2 separate regions of the Mus musculus genome follow, and region 1 is linked to region 2. The links are chromatin contacts, called in public promoter capture Hi-C maps. All regions are on one chromosome and are shown on one strand. Each heading gives the region's core, a stretch centred on a gene start, on an enhancer-like site or on the middle of the called end of the contact. The rest is flanking DNA. Distances are from core to core; before and after follow the strand shown.

Region 1 (6,868 bases), core at 3,448-5,947, 110 kb after region 2:
TTACAGTGGAGTTTGATGAGGGATACAGGGAGGAGGGGAGAGAGGGTTGGGATGTTTTGCATGAGAAAAGAATAAAGCAAAAGTAATGAAAATGCACAGAAAGCCTCAACTTTCCTGCCTACAGGAGTCCGTCCCTCCCCCCCCCCCCTGTCTCCCCCCCCCCTCCCCCCGGACATCTCAACAAGATTCAATATCTGAGCTGAGATTCTGAATAATAAGCTGGGGCTAACCACACATCTACAAGAACATAGCTGAGGATCACAGTGGTAACATTAGTCATTCGTGAAGCTGGCTGTATCCCCTACACCTGCAAGACCAGCACTCAGGCCAATGCAGAAAGACTTATGGGAGTAGACATTGTATCCCTCATTTCTCTCCCTAATATATAAAACAAACAAAACAAAACAAAACAAAAATCTGAAAGAAGCAACTTAAGTCAAGAAGGGTTTGTTTTGGTTTTTGATTTTTATATCCCATCCTGGAAGGAAAGCACGGTGGAGTTCATGGCAGCTGGAGCATGTGACTGGACTCACATCTCCATGCATCAGGAGCAGAGTGTGGGGATGCTGCCCCTCATCTGGCTTCCCTCTCTTCCTCCCTTGTGTTCAGCCTGGGCCCCCCCGAGTGATAGGTTGGTGTCATCACATTCAAGCAGGCTCTCCTTTCCTCAGTTAATCTCTGGAAACATCAGAGACATCTCCAGAATTGCAAACTGACAAACTGACAATGAAGATTAGCCATCACAGCTACATAGTGAGTGCCAGCCCATCCTGAAGTACAGTGTGAGAACCTACCAAAATCGGTGAGAAGGTAGTACATGGCCTCCCTGCTTCACAGTCTAAGACAGCAAGGGTCTTGGGAAGAGGTATGAGAATCCTGGAACAAGGTTTGAGGCCACTGATGCCAGTTGTCAGAGCAGTACTCACAACAAGGAACAGTCCCAAGTGGGAATAAAGTATTTTGCCCTGAGGATGTAAGGACATACGGACCTGGACCTGTCATCAGCCCTGAGTTATTTTCTCTCCCACTGAGTATCATCACCTCAAGTACAAGACGAAGTTAGCAATTTACAGGATAAAAGTCTCTTGCTATCTGAAAATTCCCTAGACTGATTTCCAACGTATAGACATTATTACCTTTTAAACACACAAAATTTTATATGGGACATTAGAGCCTCACAGATTTTTTTTTTAATCTTAGAAAAATCCAAAACTCCAAACTTGAGCCTTCATATCCAGGGACAGAATACAAAAGCCAAACACCACCAGATCCGATGCAAGATACAGGACTCCCGCCACAGTGGAGCCAAGGACTCAGGCTGTGCCCAGCTGCTGGGTTGTTTAACAGAATGAGGGAGGGACTAGGTCTCTGTTTCCTTTCGAGACTTTCAGTGCTGGGACTTGAGGTTAAGGGGTGGAGATAAAATGATAAAAATAATAAAGTTAACATCCTTCTCCATCTCTGGGAGGATAAAGGCAGAGAACAGAATGCAGAACGATTTGGTTCCAGAGGAAACTCTTAGTCCTAGACCTCAGGCAATATTCCAGGGGTATGGTTGCAGACAGACCTGGAACAGGGTCAAAAAACATGAAGAAAGGATTTGTATAGGAAAAAGATGGAGTGCCCTCCCAGAGGCCCGTTCCCTCTTCCTGGAGACCCTGCCTCAGATTTGTGTCCACATTAGTAGAGTCCTCTGTGTGAAGCACCACCCCCTCCTCTATTTCCAGGTGTTCCTTACACAGTTGGTTTAAAAAAAAAAAAAAAAAAAAAGGCCGCTAAGTGGCTAAGACACACTAATGGATACACTTTATAGTAACAAAACAGAAAATTGGCACATTTGTATCCAGGGCTTGAAATATCTCAGGAAAACCCAAATCTCAAACACCATCCTTATCTGCACTTTCCCTCCTCACCACTATGGCAGCGCACCTCCAGTGACCAAAACTGGAAGGAGAACCAGACCAGCAGTGATCCCCGTGATGGGTGTGGTGGGAGAAAAAGATGGCTCTGGAAGAGAGAAGGGAGAGGAGGATAGAACTAAGGGATATGCTCAAGGTCTGCAGAAGGGTTCCTGCTTTCCCAAGGACAGACTCTGTACCTACACACACTACCTTTACTCCATTTCAGGATGAGAGGTTCAGACAGCCCCTCAGGTTGCACATGGCATGTGTATTTATGCTCTTCTCCTGAAGGCAGCACCACAGCTGCCCACTTCTGGAAGGCTTCGTCCTCTGCAGGCCTGGTCTCCACAAGGTCCATGTCCTGAGTCAGGTCCTTCTCATCCCTCTGCCAGGTCAGGATGATGACAGCAGGGTGGAAATCCAGGGCCCAGCATCTCAGGGTGACATCACCTTCAAGCGTTGAATGATGGGCCACATTTGTTTTGGGGGGAGTCTGAGGAGAAGAGTCAGAGGGTAACAACCTTCTGTTCTCTCCTGTGGACTATATGAGCATTAGTCATGTGATCATCCCCATAGTTGGGTTGAAAATTGAAACAGCAGCTCTTACACAGCATGGACTTAGGATGAAGAAATATCTATTCCTTGGATCTGTTCCCGATCTGTGAACATTGGCAGAAACGGGGACTGAGATCAAAACAGGACTGGCACTCACTCTTTTCAGAGCTGGTACCCCTTCATCCACGAAAAGATGGAGTCCACTATTGTGCTTTCAATGTAAAAATGTTCCCTGTGGCTCAGGTGGATCCTGTGGGATCTGGAAATCAGGGAGGCTTCCTCTGCTCCAGACCAATATGTGTGTGTACCCCTATACATGTGCAGCACTTATCTAGAGGTCATAAGACAACTTGTTCTCTCCTTCTCCATGTGTGCTCAGGGTTCCAAACTCAGGTTGTTAGGCTTTATGGCAAGCACCAAACATTGAGACATCTTGCTGGCCCAATGATTCCTTTGTATTGCCTCAGACTGTGCAACCTTTCTTTCAGAGAGGAATGAGCAGTGACAACACTCAATTTCTCTACTTCTACATCACCCAGACCCCATCTGCTTCTATGTCCCACAGCCTTGAGAGCCCTGGGAAGATGGCTAAGCCCCAGTTGCAAGTCTCAACTGCCCACAGCAAAGGACACACAACTGCTGTCACTGTCTGCTTAGGATCCTGCCCCACAAGTATTATTTCAGAAATTGCTGTTGCTGTTGTGATAGATAGCATGCCATGTCGAGGTATCGATACACCTTCAGATGGAGCAGTCTCAGATGTGAGTCCAATCATCCACACCAAGTGCATTGCAACCCTCCGCTGCCATTCCACACCACATGGAGAAAGCAGAGACACATCAGTAATTTCTCCCATGGATGGTTTGGCTTCAATTTCATGTCTTATATCCCAGTAACCGTGAACCTGATCCTCCCAAGCCCATTTTGGTCCTGCTGGGTCCCCACTTGGGTGTAGAGTATTTTATTACTTTCTCCGGAGAGATATGATAGATATCTATTCACCCCAGACAGGACTCCAACAACAGACCAAATGAATGATCCCATCAAAGCCCATCCTTACCATCCAACACAGTTTGGCAATCCCATAAATGCATTGAAGGTTACTTACAGACACGAGTGAGGCGTTACTTAATACTCATAAACACCTACAACACTGAAAAGCCCACTCCAGCATGAATGACAACTCACAAAAGCTAGATCACTGGAGTGTGCCACCAATGAATTCAATCAATTAATACACACACACACACACACACACCATTACCATACTGGCTATCCAGAAGTTCACTATATAGACAAAGCTGGCCTCCAACTCACTCATCTGCCTGCCTCTGCCTCTTCAATGATGGGATTAAAGGCATCAGCCACTACACCCATACCATCAATTAACCTTCTAGTTCCCATATACACTAATATTTCTGAAGTCCAGATGTGGCTAGTAGGATTCCTTGTGATTGGGGAACATAGGAGGGTGTGAATGGCTAGAATCCCCAGTAAGGGTAATCACAGCTTTTCTGATTTTGAAACAGTAACAGCCTTGTGTGGAGCCTGGGGGACAGTATTTCACAATAGGTGGCTTAGGAATTGGTCCTGGCATAAAGTCTGCTCAAGGGCCAATAGAAGCTACCCCTGAAACCTGCATGCTGCAGCATCTCCTCCCCTTTATCCAGGTATTTGAGAAGCCACTTCAACGCACCTTCCCTCCAAGAAAGATGTGCATGATATAACAAAACCAGATGCCTCTTGCTTGCACCTAGTGATCTGAGACTCCTCGGTATCCACTGCAACCCAGGAGCGCAGGTCCTCTCGGTCAGAGAGATGTAATCCTGGCCTTCATAAGTGATGTGCTTATACCCACGGAGGAGGTGATGGTCTGGCCCTATGTCACAGCCGATTAGTCACTGGACAGTGTGAGACTCTGTTGAGGCCAAAGTGGTCAGCACCATGTCCCAGGTTAGCCCCATTCATTGCACACAGCCTGCTCGTGATTGGTCAAAGCCTACTTCAAACTGAAATGAAACCACAGTAAATTTCTGCAGGCTTCTCCAGGATTGCAGGAACTTGCAGATTTCACCAGCCCAAGGTACATATTTCATAAGAATATGCGGAGACTATAGACTAGCCTTCCATATAGGATCACTCACCATTCTCTCTCTGGCTATGATAGCCGAACAGGGTCCACAGTTCGATTTGACCGAGTATTAAGATCCTCCTGGCGAGGCGCATCAGCTCCTCCAAATGCTCAGGTTCCTGAGCTATAAATGGCACCCACGGCTCCACCCACTGACTCTCCAAGTCTTTGCTGAAGCTCGTGATCTGTATGTTGTCCATGTAGCCTCGGTGAACCGAGGTTTGCCTTAGCCAGGATCGTACAAGGTGGTGGTGAAATACCGCAGGGAGTGTGAGCCTAGGGGTGGTGCGGGGGTCAACCCAGGTGGACCTGGAGACAAGCGGACTTGCTGGGAGGAGAACTAGCACACAGGGCTCCAGACACGGATTGGAGAAGAGAGCCTGGCAGAGGGTGTGTAGTTGGGAGACAGCCGCTGAGACTTAGCGTTCCCTGAGCTATTGCTGCCCAGCCTCCTCCCTCCTCCCCACAGAAGTGGCTTCACTTTCCACCCTGCACTCACCCGCGCTGGCCTGAGTTGGGACCAGGGCGGTCGCCAGCAATGGAAAGAGGGTGTGCAGCACCACGGACCCCATCCTCCGTGTTTGGAGAACTTGAAGAGCAAGATCCCTGTCTATGAAGTTTTATAGCGTTGTGGGTGTGTGGGGGCAGATCATGACTCTTAGTGGTTCTACAAAATTCCCACACACAACAGAAGTGAACATGTGGGTGTCCAAACATTACTGGGGAAAAGAGGTTTCCCATTTGTGGATTCTTAGAGTGTTTTTGATTAAAAAGAAAAGAAAGAAAAGCCAATAACAAGCCAGAGTCAGAAGGACGCTCCAGGTTCACCTCATTAGTTCGGGATGGCGGGGAGGGGGAGGGGTGAGGGAAGGCAACAACACTAGCAAACCATAATCTTAGCAGGGGCTAAGGGTCATCAATGGGGGAGGGTAAGCAGCTGTAGAAAGGAGAAAAGAAAGGATTAACCCCTTGAGTTATAAATCAGGAAAGCAAACAGACTCAGCAGTTAATCTACAAGGAAGTGGATTTGGGGGGAGGGCTGGGGGGATACTTCAGGAACGTAGTAAGTACATTATTTCATTTGGGGTATTATTATTCCTTCCATTTCCTTTGCATGTTTTCAAATGACCAGCTTTCCAGAGGGGTTGTCTGCTGGCTAGGTGATTAACAAGTCTAGTTAGATTAGCTCCCAAAGAAGGTGGAAGGGGGCATTGGTATGCAATATTCTAATCTCTGGGACAGATCGGAATGCATAGTCTCCACCCTTGTCAGAAGTGGAGATTAGTTTCCATTCTTTTGACCAAAGTCAAGTTACCCAAAAGCCCTGATACCCCTACCCTTCTCAACTGGTAAATGGATGTGTGTGAGCGGGCCCATTCTTAACAACCCCTAAGCCAGGTGACGCTTGTCTAGCTGCCTAACACTGGCAGAAGCTCCTGAGAACTGACGGTGTGTAAACTAGAGAAATGAACCCTGGGGCCACAAGGAAACTTCAATCCTTAGACTGCTTGAAAGCAAGATCCTAGACCAGATAATTTACCCACAGCCCCTCCTCCTGCACCTAGAGTCCTTTACCACAGTAAACCCTTTATGCAGCACCCTGGTAGAGAGCTGTATGTGTCAGGAAGTCCCAACCTTTTTGTTTCAGGATCTCTGTATGCTCTCACAGATTAGGGAGGACTTCAAACAGATGTTAAGCAGGGTGCATCCATCAATCTTACTTGGGCTAAAAAGTAAAACATGTGTTGAGTTCAGTTCCCAGAATCTTGCAGCTCACAGCTGTTAAGTTTCCAACTGGGACAAATGGCAGAGGTGCCTGTTTAACATACCAAAGTGGAGTGGCCTCCAGATTCTTCTGTCCTTGAGTACCTACCCTCAACAGGGTATGGCTGAAGTACCCTTCCCTCCCCCAACTCCCTTAGACTCTTCCCTGTCCATAATCTCGGCATTTTAGTTACTTGCTCCCTTTTGTACCTCTGACCTCCTGGCTGCTACACCTGGTTTCCCTCTTCTCTCCCTTCTCCTCCCCATCTCCCCACATGGCCCATCTCAGTCACCAAGGCCACTCTGGACTCTCCCAAATGTCTCTGCCTCTAGCTGTCCTCTCCCTCTTATCTGCAATATTTTTTTTTCCTCGCCATACCTAGGTCCAGCCATTTCCTCTCCTTTCCTTTTTATTTCCATCCAACAGCCACCTATAACCCAAGCTCTAGGGGATTCATGAAAGGTCTTTGAATAAACTTGACCTCATTTCTCCTGTAAACTCTTCCTGCTCAATGAG
Region 2 (7,195 bases), core at 4,582-7,081:
ATGATGCAGCCGCCACTCAAGTGGCAATCACAGAGAGGACTGGACTTGGCTTTGTGGTCTGTGGGTCCAGAGTGACACCTCTTCCCCGCTTCAGGATGGAGCGGCATCCATCCAGGCTGCCTGCTTCCTAGGCTTCTGTTTCTGAAGGACAGGAGTGACAGCTGTGTCTGAGGATTTGTTTCTTAAAGTGAAGTGGCCAGAACAGCAGCAGCACAGTACCTAGGAGCCTGTTAAGAAACACAAAATCTTGGCCCCTGCCCTAGGCTACCCAAACAAGAGCTTGCATTTTAACCAGGTGAGTGGGTAAATTTTCTACAGTACGTTAGAGAAGTAGGGATCAATATAAGAACAGACAAGTGCTTGTGGGAACGATTAAGCTCCAATTTGAAAGTAAATATTTTTGCTCTTTCCTCCCCTGGTCCCTGTTTTGTGGCACTAGGGCTTTATGGGGTAGGCAAGCAAACTCTAGCAGGAAGTTATTAATACATCCTTAGAACCCAGCCCCTCCCTACATCCTGCCTCCCAGAAACGGACTTTGTAGCCCAGGCTGACCTCAAACCTGTGGCAGTCTAATTGCCTCTATCACTCAACTGCTGGGGTTGTAACTGTGTGTGCCACCATGCCCAGCAAATGCTAGGTTTTTAATAGACAGTATTTCAAATCTACAGAGAATCTAGCATAATTCTGGACAAAGCTCAGGGGCTTAATACATATTATGGATGAGTGTCTACATGTAACTGAGAATATTTAGCATTCACTGTGTGTCAGGTACTGTGCGGAGGTCCTTGCATGCATTCATTAAATGCTCAAATGGATTTATAGTGTAGGAGCAATGGTAGGAAGAAAAGGGTTAATAGACCCAAGACCCCAAGCAGTCAGGTGTCAGGTAAGCACATCTCATTGCTGTTTGTGGCCATGGGTGGAATGGGTATCAGGGGAAACCCTGACCCCCCAGAGCCCTTGTTGATTACCTGAATCTGTCTCCAGATGCTGCATCAAGTTTTCTGAAGAAAGGAGAAACAAAGATCTGTGAGACTTAATATCTCCTACAGATACTCCCAAGGGGAGGGTGTCCTGGCTAGAGCGTGAGGACAGGGATACACGAGAAGTGTGCCTCACCTGCCTGGACCTCCAGGGCCTCTATCCTTGGACAGGGGAGACCACAATCTGGGGAACTGCTCCCTGAGTAGAGTGAGGTCTTGTGGGAAGGTATGAGGAGAGAAGATGCTTAACCCAAGCCACTGTTTGCTTATTTTTGTTTGGGTTTCACTATGTAGTCCAAGCTAGCCTCCTGCCTCAGTCTCCCTAGTGTTGGCATTACAGACATGTCCTACTATGCTTGATGGTTATGGACCAGGTATTGAAATTGAGGAAAGATGGAGACAGGTGGAAGGTAGAACACCTAATGGGATCCTGAACCCCTTTACCTGAAAATGTCCTCATCATCTTTGGGAGGCTAAGTATTTTCCTGTGGAGGTTTCGGATCTTCTTGACAAGATCAGAGGAAATGGCCTCTGGGCTCACAAAAGTCTTCAGCTCGTACCTGCAGACAAGTTGGAAGTCAAATTCCAAAAATAAAATACTTCATTTTATCTATGTGCATATATATGTGTGTGTGTTTGAGTGTATGGCTTCCGTAAGAGGTCAGAGGAGCGTTTCAGATGCCTTAGAGCTGAAGTTAAAGTTTGTTGTGGGCTGCTTCATCTGGGAGCTAGGAATCCCAACTGCAGTCTTCTGGGAAAGCTGCAATCAGTTTTTAATCATGTTTAGCCATCCCTCCAGCCTTCAAAAGTAATACTTGGGAGACACAGGGAAAAGATGGACTGAAAGATGATCTTAGTGTCTGCTATAAAAATTAGATTCAGTATAATTGGGATTTACCATCTGTAAGTAAGAATGGTTTCCAAAATGATGGACTTTTCATTAGATGCAGGAGGAGCTAATTTTAACTTTCTCCTGAGCACTGGAGCTTGAGTCTGTTCTAGCAGAAAGGGGCAGAGGCTATCAGCCCTCTCCACCTCTAGAGAGAAGTGGAGAAACCGCCCTGCTTCTTTCTATCTGTGTGCTGGTTTGTACAATGGGAAAATTGCTGGGAAGAGGGAGATTCGGGTCCCTTTGCGGTCCTCATTACTCTGGCTGTGTGGCTTTGCATAGGCCCTTCTCTCTCAGATGCTCTATCACACAATTCCCACCACATGCTTCTTGACTTTAATCCAAACGCTCGTTGAGAAGCATGTTTGGAGACACTTTTAAATGGCTTTAGAATTTTCAGACACTAAAATATATTTCATGGATTAAAGATACTTCTGGGAACTGGTCATGTCAGACACCACAATTCAGTATCCAGTATCTACATGGTGGCTCACAACCATCTGTAATTCCAGTTCCAGGGCATCTCCCTGCCTCCTCTGTTTTCCTCTGGCACCAGCCATACATACGATGCATAAACAAAACACCCATACACATAAAATACAAATAATTTTTTAAAAATTCCTGGAGCATTCTAAACCCATGACTGTTATATGTAACTTTGCTTTGAGGGTCAAAAGCACATCTCAAAAAACCAACGGAATTGGTGTTGGTCAACCAAAACCAGTAAATTTATTTTTATTAGTTATTTAGTTGTTTATTTTGAAGTAGGCTCTCACTCTGTAGCCCAGACTTGCCTCGAACATATAGTGAACTCTCTGCCTTAGTTTCCCAAGTGGTGGGACTAAAGGCATGAGCCACAATGTCCAGTTTCAACTCATCATTTTACTGAGTTCGAGTTGATAGTAAGAGAGGGAGTGACCTGGGTATCCATCAGTGTTTTCTGGAACCATCCACAAGGGTCCAGATGGATGGCTGTGTCATAAGATGCACATAAAGGAGGCAGAACTGGGGAGGGCCTTACCTGCTCTGATTGAGTCTGGCATCCTACAAAAGAAACACAAAAACATGTACTTACTTTCCACATGGCCTTCCCCATCAGGGACTCTAAATCTTTCTGTCTTAATATCAGCTAAAAACTCCTACCCAGAGTGCTGGAGCCTCTTAATTACTTAGTGTGCATTTCACTGCTCTCTTCTTTTTTCCTGACTAAAGTAGGTAGGACTCTGCAGCCAGCCAGTTCCTTTGCTCTGGTTGTTCTGCCCACCATGCCCCCCCCCCACACAAGTGATTAAGAAATGATAGAGAGCAGAGACCAGTCTGAGTTCCAAGTTGGCACCGATGTGGGGCAGGATTGTGGTAACCACACAAGGATATTGATGGTGCTCTTCCTGTGTATTGGGGACCATGCTCAGCACCACACATGGGTTATTCCTTACATGGCTTACCACTCCCTGAAACAATCATCCCATGCTTAGAGAAACTAAGAGAGTCACCCAAGTGACAAAGTGGGAGGGGCTGACAACACCAAACTCAAGATGGTCTGATGATGGCCATCTTTGCATAATCCTCGTGCATGCCTTGGGAAGTTCTCTAGTTTTTTGAGCCATAAAAAGCAGACCCCCCTCCCCCCACACACACCTTCTCAATCGAGGTAATCCCCATCACCTTCCAGCACCTGCTTCCTGTAAACCCTCTGCTGTCGCACTAGGTGGTAGGGTTGTGGAGTCTCTTACTTGCAGAAGCTCACTTGCTGGTTGCTGACACTTCTCCTCTAGCTCCTCCACCTGGGTACTCAGCCGGTCGACCTCCTGGGAGACTTTGCTGATGTACTCTTCCCTCTCCTTGCAGATCTGCCGTTCTAGTTCCTCCAGCCTGTTCAGCAGGAGGCATCTCTGGTCCACAAGCTCCCGCTTCAGCCTTTCAAAAGCAGCTTCTACCTGATGCTTTTTGCTTTCAACCTGCATCTGTGAGGATATGGGGGAGGCTCAGAACTGGCTCCCATAAGGATCATCTGTGTACTTATTAAGAGACAGGAGTAAGCCATTACAGGACTCATTTCTTTAAATAATACAATGGTAGAAAGAGATAGATCCCAAGATACACTTGCAGATGATGAGCTCTGAGCTGTTGTCTTAGCCAGAGATTGTAACAATATCATATGGAACTCTTTAGAGTCACACTTAACTTAAAAAAAAATCCTTTCATAGCTATAATATTCTACTGTTTTAGTTTTCTTCTCTGTGCTATGATAGAACGTTGGCAAAAACCAAGTTGAGGAGGAAAGGATTTATTTCATTTTCTACTTTCACATCTCAGTGCATCACTGAGAGAACCCAGAGCAGGAACTCAAACAGGAGCCCAGAGGCAGAGGCTGTGAAGAAACAGCAGGTTCTCCGTGGCATGCTCAGCCTGCTTGCTTAGATTGTTAGGACCACGGACCCAGTGTAGGCTGGATGCTCCCAAATCAATAATCACGATGTCTCACAGACTTACCACATACAGCCAATCTGAAAGAAATGTTTTTCTCGGCTGATTTTTTGTTTTCAATTCCTCATTTAGGAAGGGTTCCCTCTTCCCAGATGACCCTTGCTTGAGTCAATTTGGCAAACAAACAAAAACAACAACAAAACTAACCACACAAAACTAACTACTATGTCTTCTTTAGACTCATGAATAACTGTTGTAATTTATTTTTTTTCTTGAGATACATGTCCATGTCTTATGCATTCTAGGCTGGCCTCAAACTCAATTCACAATGAAGTCAAAGATGACATTGAGCTTTTGACGCTCTTAACTCCATCACCCAAGTGCTGCAATTATAGAACACTCCTATTCAGTGCTGAGTATTGAATATAGGGCTCCATGTATTCTACGCAACCACTGTTCATACTGAGCTAGCTACCCAACATGTTAGGATGGTGGCACATGCCTGTAATTCCAGCACCTGTGGGGGCAGAGAAAATAGGATCCGCTAAGTAGTGACTTTGAGGCCAGTTTGAGCTACATGAGACTCTGTACCTAAACAAACAAACTGGAACAAAGGAACAGACAGCCATAGGTGTGTGTGTGATCTTTACCAGAACCTCCTGGAGCTTCTGGTCTTCTTGACATTTCCTATCTTCTATCTTGTCCCTCTCCATTCTTAGAGCTTCTAACCGACTCCTGAGACGATCCTGTCAGAAAAAAGAAAGCAGAGGGTCGGTGAATAATCCCACTGGCAAATACCGTGTGCTATGTTGTGGACACACCACCGAGGCTGAGAGATTCAAACTGACAAGAGTCCTAATCCTTGACCTTCATTGTATCACCATTTAGGGCAAGAATTGGGTTGGGTGGCACTATGGAGATAGAAAGTGTGTGGTAAGTAAGGTGTATGTGCCCGCAGGGAAACCAGGAGCAAAGAGGAGGACTGAGAGGATTTTAGACAGTAAATCTCTATCCCTTTTCCTTCACTCACCCACATCAGGTCACCATCCTGCCCCCACGAAGCAGCGCCTCAGCTCCTTACCCTGTAGGGTTGGATGGCTTCATCCAGGAACCCCACAGTGTGTGCCTGGTGGGCGGGGCCCTCCCTGCAGAACACGCAGAGCAGCTCCGCGTCTGTCTTACAGAAGAAATAGATCTTCTCTCCGTGCTCTTCACAGTAGGTCTCGCTCAGGGGACCTAGGGACACCGGGGCCACTGCGGCCTGGATTTTCTCCTCTTCTGCCCCCTGACAGAGAGGGCACAGCAGCTGGGCTCCCATTGGGGTGCGCGGGAGGCAGAGTAGGCAGACAGTGTGTCCGCAGGCTGTGGTCACCGCATCCTGCAAGGGTCGGGTGCAGACAGGACAGGCTACTTGGTGAAGTCCCCGCAGGGACCGGGTTGAGGGCATCACCGTGCCTTCCCCTGCCTGTCCACAGTCTTCTGACTCGGTCCACTCCAATTTCCTTTCCCTGAAACTGAGTCACTTTTAAGTGCGTCACTGTCACAGAAGCAAAGGAATCGGAGGCTGAAAGAAAGGCAGGAATGTCAGCTCAGCGAGGTCACCTGGCTGCCACGCCCAGAACCCAGCAGCTAAGCAGGTCCAAACTCCAGGGCGTCTTGACTACCCAGCGTTTCCCAGGGGCAGGCAGGTGACCTAGCTCTCCACTCCTGTCGCCTTCGGTCCCTTGGGTGGGGAGCAGCGTATTGCATCATGAGGTCACTTGGAAATGGGGTTTCCTGGAATCTCTTGGCTACAGAGAGGTGAGGCCATTGGGGAGGAGCCGCTTCCTGTCACGCTGGGCAGGTGAGAGCCATAGTTCAGGCTAGGAGGCTGGCAGTGGCATCAGAGTCCAGCCTGTGATGTTGAGACTGACCTCGAATTTCGAGCCCAAATGCACGTTCCCCTCGTCTGGCAATATGCACTCACCACCACCTCCACCACCACCACCACCACCCCAAGAAATTACTCCAGAACAACCAATTTAATAACAACTCATTGGGACAAGTGTGGAGAAAGAGATACAAATTGAAAGGCAAAGAGGATTTCTAAGGATCAGAGAGTTTGACAGCCACAAGACAGAAGGCATTGGGGTATTTGGATTCCAGCTCTTCCCAAAACTGGGTCAGAGATCAAGCCGCCAGGGTCCCTGGGCATTCTCCTGCCCTGTGGACAAGCTGCCAGGATCCCTAGGCATTCACCTGCCCTGTGGACAAAGCCAGACCCTCGTGCTCACCAGGTCTTTTTATCCCACCTATTTTCATGTTTCACACACCCCTTCTTCCTGCCCTACCTTCCCACTTGACAATGCATCCTTAGAACAGCTGTCTAATTATATGTGGTCGGCCCTGGCTGAGATGTGCTGTTTGTATAAACGATTTCACATCACTACAGAGACATGTGATATATCGCTAGTATTTCATGTTGACTCTATGCTCAAAAATATTTTTGGAAACATTGGACTAACTTAAATATACTACTAATATTTACTTTTTGTCTTATAATATTTTTCTCACCCTTATTATGAGAAACATTCAAATTTATTGATAGTGTGGAGAAATAGTGGCATGAATGCCTTTGTGCATTTTTGAATTTTGTAAGTATTGGGCCATCTGCTCTCTCTTCCATAAATACAACATATATCTCCTCAGAGTGAGGAATTCATCCACACAACCACGGTGTCATTAAAAAATTTAACATGGGCCGGTGTGATGCCGCATCAGGTAAAAGCAACTGCTGCCAAGCCAAAGACCTGAGTTCTAGCCCTGGGACCAACATGGTTGAAGGCAAGAACTCACTCCACAAAGTTGTCCTTTGATTTCTACATTTATGCCAGAATACGAGCGCGCAAGCGCGCGC

What was found. Capture Hi-C pulls out chosen DNA fragments and counts their contacts.
Region 1: a contact with region 2 is called in a promoter capture Hi-C map of adipose tissue. The contact joins the promoter of 2410137M14Rik here to the promoter of Trim15 in region 2. A contact is called at or near these places in 1 of 39 promoter capture datasets (pre-B cells), 1 of 115 datasets of contacts at active chromatin or transcription factors (embryonic stem cells) and 3 of 9 other capture datasets (adipose tissue, liver and pancreatic islet).

Annotation. Positions count from the first base shown.
Region 1 is chr17:36,976,540-36,983,407 of GRCm38.p6, forward strand. It overlaps 2410137M14Rik (RIKEN cDNA 2410137M14 gene), which reads right to left and starts at 4,698. Exons shown (of 4, transcript NM_029747.3): 1 at 4,601-4,698; 2 at 2,112-2,394; 3 at 1,930-2,007; 4 at 1,162-1,567. The coding sequence starts at 4,603. The coding sequence ends at 1,443. It also overlaps the pseudogene H2-M4-ps.
Region 2 is chr17:36,861,356-36,868,550 of GRCm38.p6, forward strand. Trim15 (tripartite motif-containing 15) reads right to left here and starts at 5,832. Exons shown (of 7, transcript NM_001024134.2): 1 at 5,381-5,832; 2 at 4,950-5,045; 3 at 3,606-3,836; 4 at 2,894-2,916; 5 at 1,428-1,543; 6 at 972-1,004; 7 at 1-227. The coding sequence starts at 5,746. The coding sequence ends at 220.